3 separate regions of the Anser cygnoides genome follow, and all the other regions are linked to region 2. The links are chromatin contacts, called in public Hi-C maps. All regions are on one chromosome and are shown on one strand. The core of a region is the stretch at or near the end of the contact, and the rest is flanking DNA. Distances in the headings are between cores, read along the strand shown.

What was found. A called contact is a pair of places that touch in the nucleus more often than the background predicts.
Region 1: a Hi-C map of liver shows a contact between it and region 2, with 2.7 times the contacts expected there. The contact joins two enhancer-like sites. A contact is called at or near these places in 5 of 7 Hi-C or Micro-C datasets (fetal liver, granulosa cells and liver).
Region 3: a Hi-C map of liver shows a contact between it and region 2, with 1.9 times the contacts expected there. The contact joins two enhancer-like sites. A contact is called at or near these places in 2 of 7 Hi-C or Micro-C datasets (both in liver).

What each region holds. Positions count from the first base shown.
Region 1 is chr2:152,167,448-152,170,147 of Taihu_goose_T2T_genome, forward strand. The region is part of intron 2 of NSMCE2 (NSE2 (MMS21) homolog, SMC5-SMC6 complex SUMO ligase); the gene reads left to right. Among named protein-coding and RNA genes, the nearest start is that of NSMCE2, 6.6 kb to the left of the region's middle. Within about 2 kb of position 1,449, at least 1 of the 3 cell types and tissues checked has open chromatin away from gene starts, as enhancers often do. A contact at or near this core is called in liver, where this site is marked.
Region 2 is chr2:152,362,616-152,365,355 of Taihu_goose_T2T_genome, forward strand. No RefSeq gene overlaps it. Among named protein-coding and RNA genes, the nearest start is that of TRIB1, 63 kb to the left of the region's middle. Within about 2 kb of position 1,401, at least 2 of the 3 cell types and tissues checked have open chromatin away from gene starts, as enhancers often do. A contact at or near this core is called in liver, where this site is marked.
Region 3 is chr2:152,205,952-152,208,651 of Taihu_goose_T2T_genome, forward strand. All of the region lies in intron 3 of NSMCE2 (NSE2 (MMS21) homolog, SMC5-SMC6 complex SUMO ligase), which reads left to right. Among named protein-coding and RNA genes, the nearest start is that of NSMCE2, 45 kb to the left of the region's middle. Within about 2 kb of position 1,355, at least 1 of the 3 cell types and tissues checked has open chromatin away from gene starts, as enhancers often do. A contact at or near this core is called in liver, where this site is marked.

The sequences.
Region 1 (2,700 bases), core at 199-2,698, 200 kb before region 2:
AAAGTTTCTGTGGTGTGACATACTTTTGGTAAATAACTGCTGTGGTTTTTTGTTTGTTTGGTGTTTTTGAGTTAGCATCATCTGGTCTGCAGTACTTGGCTGTTAAGCTCGTATAACCAACTCATTAACACAACTTGTCACATATATAAAATTGTCACCCACCTATTCTACTTAGCCTGCATGTTCTGAGGCAAAGTAGTCATTTAATTTTGAGACACCTTTAGGTAATATGCTTCTGCATTCTTGTTGTTGTCCATTTGCAGTTTGTTTTAATTTCCTTTACAAAATCTAGCTTCATCCAGCTTCTGACAGGTTTCATTGCTAGGCTTTGCAGTGGCAAAAGAATTCTATTGTGATTATGTGGTCAGTATTTTATTTTACAAGCCCTGTTGCTGCGAAGATGCTTGCATGTTACACAACTCTGCTTTTTGGGAATAGTACTGGGGTAAAATTCTCTTAGGAAGTACATGAGAGAGGTTGGATTTACATCTGAAGATAGATAACCCAAAAGGCATACAAAGTTAGTGCAGTAAGTGACGTCTGTTTCTTTTCTGAGTTGTTACTCTCCAAGAGCCCAACCTTGAAAACCTTTACTGGTAGGCATATTTATTAAATAATACACATTAGTGTTTGCTGGACTGGCTACAGTTAAATGCAGTATCATGGAGGGATCTCCCATAAATGCACCTGATAGGAAGTTAGATTTAAAAAAAAAATTTTTTTTAAAGATCTTCCTGGATCACTTTTCCCTCTTTTTTCTTTAGATTATGATAGGGGCTTTGCTCATGTGTTGTATTTGAGATGTTTTATAGGCAGCAAACGCTGTGGTTTTGTTGTGGTTTTTTTTTTCTCCCTAAGATTTAAGGGCGATTCATGAAAGAACGTGTATGTAATTTTTCTAACTTCAGTGCTCTAATATAAGAATAATATAAAGAAGAAATAGAAATTAACATATGAATTTTCTTTGACGTATTTAAAGTGCTTTTATGGTATTTCAGTCTTGAGGGTGCTTCCCTGTTAAGTAAAAGCCTGCATACTAGGGCTAGAAAAGGCTCTTCGTTTTCTGACATACTTAGTGGAGAAGGATGTAGGGAACAGTTGTGAAGAACATAAAAAGAAAACAGTTTGGTGTTTCAGCACGGTTGTGTGCGTGTGAGTTGTAAAGCAGCCACGATTGTTCAGGTGGAGTGAAAACCAAAGCTCGCTAGGGGGCAGGAGAACATAGGAAGTAAACAGTACTTCCCTTGAAGCTCCAAAAATATTGAAAAGAAACTGGCTGCTTTACCTCTCTGCTGATCTGGCCGTGATCCATGAGCCGCCTAAAGCCCTCTCCAGTTAAACCGTCCAGAGAACAAAGAACTCTTCTTCCAGGGGTTATGGGAGCCATAAAAACCTCTCGGGATGACTGAATCTAAGCTCCTTAACAGGTGGTGGTAGTGTTACATGGAATAAAGAGGGAGCAAGCCTGCTTTTTAGATCGTGAAACCCTGTCGGCTGTTGATGGGAAGAGGTGCCACTTGTGTGCCACAGTTGGCTCAGGATATTCCCTGCTTTACAGTAGCCTTGTAACCTTCCGTAACCTTTCTTTAGAGGATCTCAGCTGCTTTGCAAACACTGGCTAAGCCTCTCTGCTCTCTGGGAGGTAAATAATGGTTGCAGGGATTACTTCCTCTACCAGGATTGAAATGAAAATCTTCTGAGGGAATAAGGGTTGCTATATAGAAACGTTGTGACTCCATAATAATCCGAAAGAGAAAAATAAGTTTTCCTCCATCTGATTGAAACAGCAGAGAAAACTTAACTAGAGAAGATAGAAAGGGGTTTTTGAGTTGGATGTTGGGGACATCAGATTAAAATTACTGTGATATTTATTCATGAGTAAGCAGATCTTTCACGGCTTTATGTTGATGTGTGCTTTGAAAGTTTCAGAACAAAATCCAGCACTGGGTTTTAATCAGTAATTTCCCATGTAGAATTCCTCCTACTGAAGTAAGACTTTCCTTTCTCTCAGCACCATATTTCCCTTTAGGAAGCTGCCGTCTACCCACTGACTCACTTCAATCCTGTTTAAAGGGATTTTGATCTGTTTCTGGGTGAAGGTGGCATGGCTGCAAGCTAGTACACATACCGATGCTACCATGTATTACTGTGCTGCTGTACTTAAAATTATTCACTTTTAAAAGCTGTAATAAAGCTGCAATAAATATTAATCTGAGGAATGTAGAAAATTGAGGGAATCTGTTTCACTGTTTCAAATGATTTTGAAGATTTAAAGATTTGTAGCCTTTCATCAAATGTTACCCCATTTGGCAACGCAGGACAAAATGTAGCAGTTAATCTACTTCTTCGCAGCCTGGAATGGGTTCGTTTTACTACTTTCTGCAAAATAATAATACTAATAAAAATAATGCTTACCCATTTCACAGGAATATTGGAAAGATTTAATGTCCGATATTTCCAAGCAGGTTCACAGTTATCTCTATTTATGCATATAGTTGTCCTGACATCTGCTTACAGTCCACAATAGTAAGTTTAAAATGATTTCTGTCCATTTAATCCTTATTTAATGTTGTGAGATGTTTTGGGAATCCCAGCGAGCAATAACGAGCAAGTATGGATATTTTTACTATGGAATTGTCAATAATAACAGAGCTCACATGAAGTCAAAAGAAAAGTATTCTGCAGTAGAATTAAAGCAGT
Region 2 (2,740 bases), core at 151-2,650:
CAATACTTTCAGGAAACTCTGTTCCCTAGGCTAGGTGCATGTAAAGCAAAGCTTTCCTTCTGACACACAAAATAAAAATGTCCTGATCTTGTCTGCAATAGCAAAAAATGCTCCTGGCCTAGTAAAATTATGTCATTGAAAGAAGTGTCTCTGTGTCTGCTGGTGTACCTGTAAATCAGTTCAAGTGAATGGTCCTTTGAAACTCATTTCATCTGATATATATGCTCTTGAGGATGAATGAACTTTTGAGCTGCTAGTGCTGCCATCCCTCATAAGTCAAATCTCTTCTCCAGATACTTGAATCCCACGATGGTAGTAAAAACTGGGAGTTTACTAGATACATAAGCATCAATTTTTTGAGAGCTTTCACCTTGGAAGGCAAGCAGCGTCCTTGGGTTGAGTGCCTGTCAAATGAGTGCAGCTGCGATAAAGGATGAGAGGGAATTTTTTTGCTCTCTCCCTTCAGTGCTGGCAGGAGGAGCTTGCTTGAGACATCCTCCATTAATTAAAGAAGAGGTAAAAAGCAGGTAGTCATGATACAAGCTTCTCTCTGGCTTATACCTGGATGATATCCACGTTGTTTTGAATCTGGCCACCAGAGAAGCTTTAATTACAGCATGCTCAGAGTCCTGCCTGCCTTCCCTTCCCATAGTAAGGAAAGCAGCAAATCTGGGAGGGAAACCTGAAGCCCCTCTGGACTGAGACCCTGGCCAGAAACAGTATTTTCTGTGTATGATGTTCCAAAAGCTTGTGTGTCCCTGGTAGTTATTATTCCTGATATCTGTTGACAAAAGGAACCAGTGAAACCGAGGGTGACAGATCCATATTTGGTGCAAGAGGAGGATGTTTTCGTAACAGCATCTGACACATGGGACTTCCTGCCACATGGTGCTCTTGAAACAGAGTTTTTCAGGTCTCAAAAAGCTTGTGAATCTGCTATTGCAACAGTAGTGTATTAACCTTCACAAGACAGGTTACGTATCAGATATGAGGTAGATGGGGTCAGCAGGAAAACCATCATATGCTGCTGCGATTTTTATACATGCTTAGATACACATGGGAGAGTGCCAGCCCATGGCTAAGCAGCCCGCTGACACCTTGGGTTTGGCTCTGACAGCTTGGTTTTGAGGGGAGCTTCTTGCACCCGCGTTAACACCTGCAATGTAGATGTGCTGTTGTGTGGGTCTGGAGATGGATGCCCAGGGCTGATATGGGTTGAGCATCCCCCTGAGTCCCCAGGGAATCCTTCCTTTGCCCTCCAGATGTTCATTTTCGTCAGCTGCCTCTCTGGTTTTCCTATCCACAGCTGCCTCTCTTGGTTTGCTGCAAATAACAGGATGTATCAGTAGGTCTGGGAAAGGACAAATGGCTCTTCTGCCACAAGAGGTGCACCTTGGGTCCTGTGGCAATCTCACAGCAATGTCTGCAAGGCACTGAAACTGCTAGCAGAAGCCAACTGTAGGCAGCGTGGCTATCTAACATGGGCCGGGAGCTGAAAGCACGTTTTAGACCGGGGTAAGGAACGGCTCTGACACATCCGCGTATCACTGTGTAACCGAGACAGCAGCGATATCCTACAATTGTGATCCTGAGAGGAAATCAGAGCCAGAGTTCTCTGTCTGGACTGAACTCCTAGCAGGAAAGCGTTCAGTTAATGACATGAATACAAGCCATGACCTTACATTTCTTTTTCCCCTAGACTTTCACTGACTGCAGGATCAGGCATGCATTCCTTTGTGTCTGCGCGAAGCACGCTGCTGTGACAGGGAAGTGGCTTGCATGGTTTAGCTTTTCCATTCAGATAAGATTACTGAATAACCGAGAACTTCAGCCAGAGTTCACAAAATCCGCTTTTGTTAAAAAATTTAGCACTGCCACCTACAGGAGAGCGGCAGGAAGCTCCGCGACTGTCCTGCGTACCTGCAGGACTGCCTGTCCTGCTGCCCCTGCGCTCTGCTCCCAGCGCGCTGCTCCCCTGGAGAGCAGCAGCTTCCTCAGCGACATCAAAGGGAGATCGGCACGCACAGATAATGCAGAATACCTGAGAGCAGAGCTTTGTGTTTGATAACCATAGCTATTGCCTTTTGATTTCAAGAACCTCTTTTTTTTTTTTTTTTCCCCAAACACTCTGTGTTGCGCCTAAGCTCTGGTCCAAATCCCGGTGGAAATGATGGCAGCTTTCCACCGAGTAGGATCCAGTCCTTAACGCCTTTCATGTGTGCCAGTGAAAACTCTTTACCTTGCACACTAGCACTCTTTAGAGGCTCTCGAGTAGATAGACAGATTAGATTATTTAGCACCACACAGTGCTGCAGAAGTGGTGCTGGTGAGTCACTAAATGGCATTCTTCCTTCTGACTCAGTGCGGAGTCAATGCCCGAGCATGTTGCTATGGGGCTCTGTGTTGTTGGAGGTGCTCCTTTTCGGAGAAGCAAAAACCAAGGTCCTGACCCACTATTCTTGCAACAGAGTCCATTTGCCTGTGAGCCACTTGGTTGAACTTTATAGAAATTTTTGCCTTAGAACAAGTTATCCTTCGCTTCCACGAGAAAACTATTGTTCTCATTGCCAGGAGGGACCAGGGTTTTGAGCTATCTGGAACAAAATGTTTTTAAAACAAGAATGGGTTATTGCAAATACACTGTGGGGTTTAAATCCTTAATATTGAAGGAAAACCTACATGGGCACTTACTGCACATTAATATTTAGCGTTCTGGTTTTGTTTACCACTTCAATGGCTG
Region 3 (2,700 bases), core at 105-2,604, 160 kb before region 2:
AGAATTCCTTGAATAACCCAGGGTCCACTTGCATAAAATCCCAAATCCTAAATCTCCTGCTTACCTTCCTGGCCTTTTTCTGGATCCTGAATGCAGTCAGCTTGTGGTAACTGATCCCAAGCTGCTATCTGTGACCACATTTGCCACTTGTTTGTGTGCAGAGGGCAAGTAGAGTATTACCCTTGCTTGGTCTCTCTAGCATCTGCGTTAAAGAGTTATCACCAATGCAGCCTAGAAACATCCTGGATTGCTTGCACAGTGCCATGGGGCCCACATGGTTGAAATCCCCAGTGAGGACCATGGCCGATAAGTGAGTTGTTTTGGGTTATCCACCTCTTCCCCTTGGTCGGATGGCCTGTAACAGGCCCCCAGTGCCACGGGACCAATATTGCCTTTGCTTTGGATCAGTCCGTTTCACCCTGAAACTCTGCATGGACAATGAAACACTTTGTAAGCAGGTGCAATTGCCCTTTTTCCTCACTGCTTGTTCTCCTGTGACACTTTTCCAGTCACGAATGGTATCCCATTAATGTTTGTGATCCTGATCACAGTCGTAACTCTCTGACTGCGAACAGACTTCCAGCTCTTGTTGGTTGCCCAAGCTCTGTGCATTGGTATCCAGACACTTGTGGCAATCCTCTGCATGCCCTCCTTTCCAAACAGAAATGTGTAACTTTCCCTTCTGGCATGGAGTTGGGAAGGCCGGCTGAGTGATGGCAGTCTGTCTGCGCTGGCGGTGACCCAGGCCCTGGACACACATCAGACCTACCTGGATAACAGGGATAGATGCCTCTGTCTCACGTGGAGGAGCATCACCAGCCACTAACACGGGTATTTCGCTTAGTGCTGGTACTAATCCAAGGACTTGAGATACCTGCTTAGTATTTTCTCCCAAAACACCCACTACTTTTCCTGAAACAGGAGGAAAGAGAGCTTTATTCCTGTTACCTGAAGTCACAGGCTTCCAGCTTCCACCCTCTGCAAGTCCGTATCTTCTTCCTTCCCTCATGTCTTCCATCTTGCCCTGCTGGGGCCTCGGAGAAACTTCTTCAAAGCTCGTGCAGATCTCCAGAGGTCACCCCTGATGTGGCAGAGCCTGCCTGCCTCTCCTGGCACCTCCTCACCACGCACAGCAGTGACTCGATCAATCAGAGCACACCTCCCCGGCCCAGGCCGTGGCTCCCTGCCCTAATGAGGAGCACCGGGTGCCTGAGCAGGCCCCGGGTGGCACCGTGTCCCCTCAGCGCTTCCACGGAGGGACCTGAAGCACCAGAAGGGGCCGTGCTGCTGGCTTGCGTTGTCTTTTCACCGTATGGGGAGATTTCTTTGTGCTCCCCGCAATCCAACAGCCTTATAAACCGCTCTGCTTCTGTCTTCGTGTCCTGATGGCCCGGCTCCTTGCTGCTGGTGCTCCCTGGGGTGCTAGAGGAGGAGGAAGCTGATGCAGGTTAACTCTGCCCCTCCTGGGACCTGTACCTGGCAGCGAGCCTCGTATCCTGCCAGTTACTTCGTTCCCTGCCCTGTTTGCTTGCCGTGGGATCACCGGCACCGCCACGCGTCGCTTCCTCTTGTGCTGCCGTTCGGCACAAGGGTTGGAAACTGGAGCTGAGCTAGTTCTGCTGCTTTACCAGTGGGACTAGCAGCCCTAGTTAGGGGTAGGCAAATTAAGGTGATTTACGCAGGATTTGTTTTTATCTGCTTTCCACAACAACCGTTCAATAAAGTAAATATATGTTGTTGTTTTCCTTCTGTAAAGTATTTTTAGTAAATCCTCGGTGCCGGTTTTATTGAATGACTAATGCATTTTGGTACATCTGAATTACATCTATACTGAGTCATTTTGTTTTGTAATGACATATTTAAATGTTTAAATCTCTACAGAAATTAAATATTGTAAAAGACTTTAACCTTTTGTTCTGGGGGTTGGTTTGTGCCTGCATTATGTCACCACAAGCCTCTGCCATGGCCAAGAACTCCTGTAAGCTGAAGACTTTCAGCATGCTGTATAGCAAAAACATTTCTGGAAACCATAAGTGAGCCAACGTGTTTTTGCCAGCCAAAATTCTGTTTTTTTGAATCAGATCTTCCCCTGCGTGATTTGTAATGTTGTCACATGTAGCATTTCACAATACTCTTGTTGGACTCTGAAGTTTTCCTACGCCACTGTTCACCCAACACTTCTAAAATTTTCCCTTGTCTCTTCTCAGCCTGTACCCTAGTTAAATGGGGGCTTGTTCGTGGGCAAGGTTTTGCCAGTGTCAGGAAAAAAAATATAGTTAAATCAGTGTTCCCTGCCTTCTTGCTCTGGGATGAGTGTTTTTTCTTTTCTTTCTTTTTCTTTTTAATTATTATTTGTTGTTTTTTTTTTGTTTTGTTTGGTGTGTTTTTTTATTTTTTGTTTTTGTTTTGTTGAACTCACATATAGCATATGTAAGCTGAAATAAAAGAAAAGGATCTGCAAGTTTTGTACTGGGATAACTGTTTGCATTTACTGCATGTAAATTCCTTCCTTGAATTACTTTGTCATGTGGACTGCTTCTTGAACTATTTCTTCCCTAGTCTGTTATCTTTCTTATATCAGCTCGTAATACTTTTTTAGTCCTCGAACAAATGCCTGTTATACCAGGCTGGCATTATTTTGAAATACCTTACAAGCTTTCACTTGCACTTCATTATCCTGGATTTGTAATCTGTGTTTTT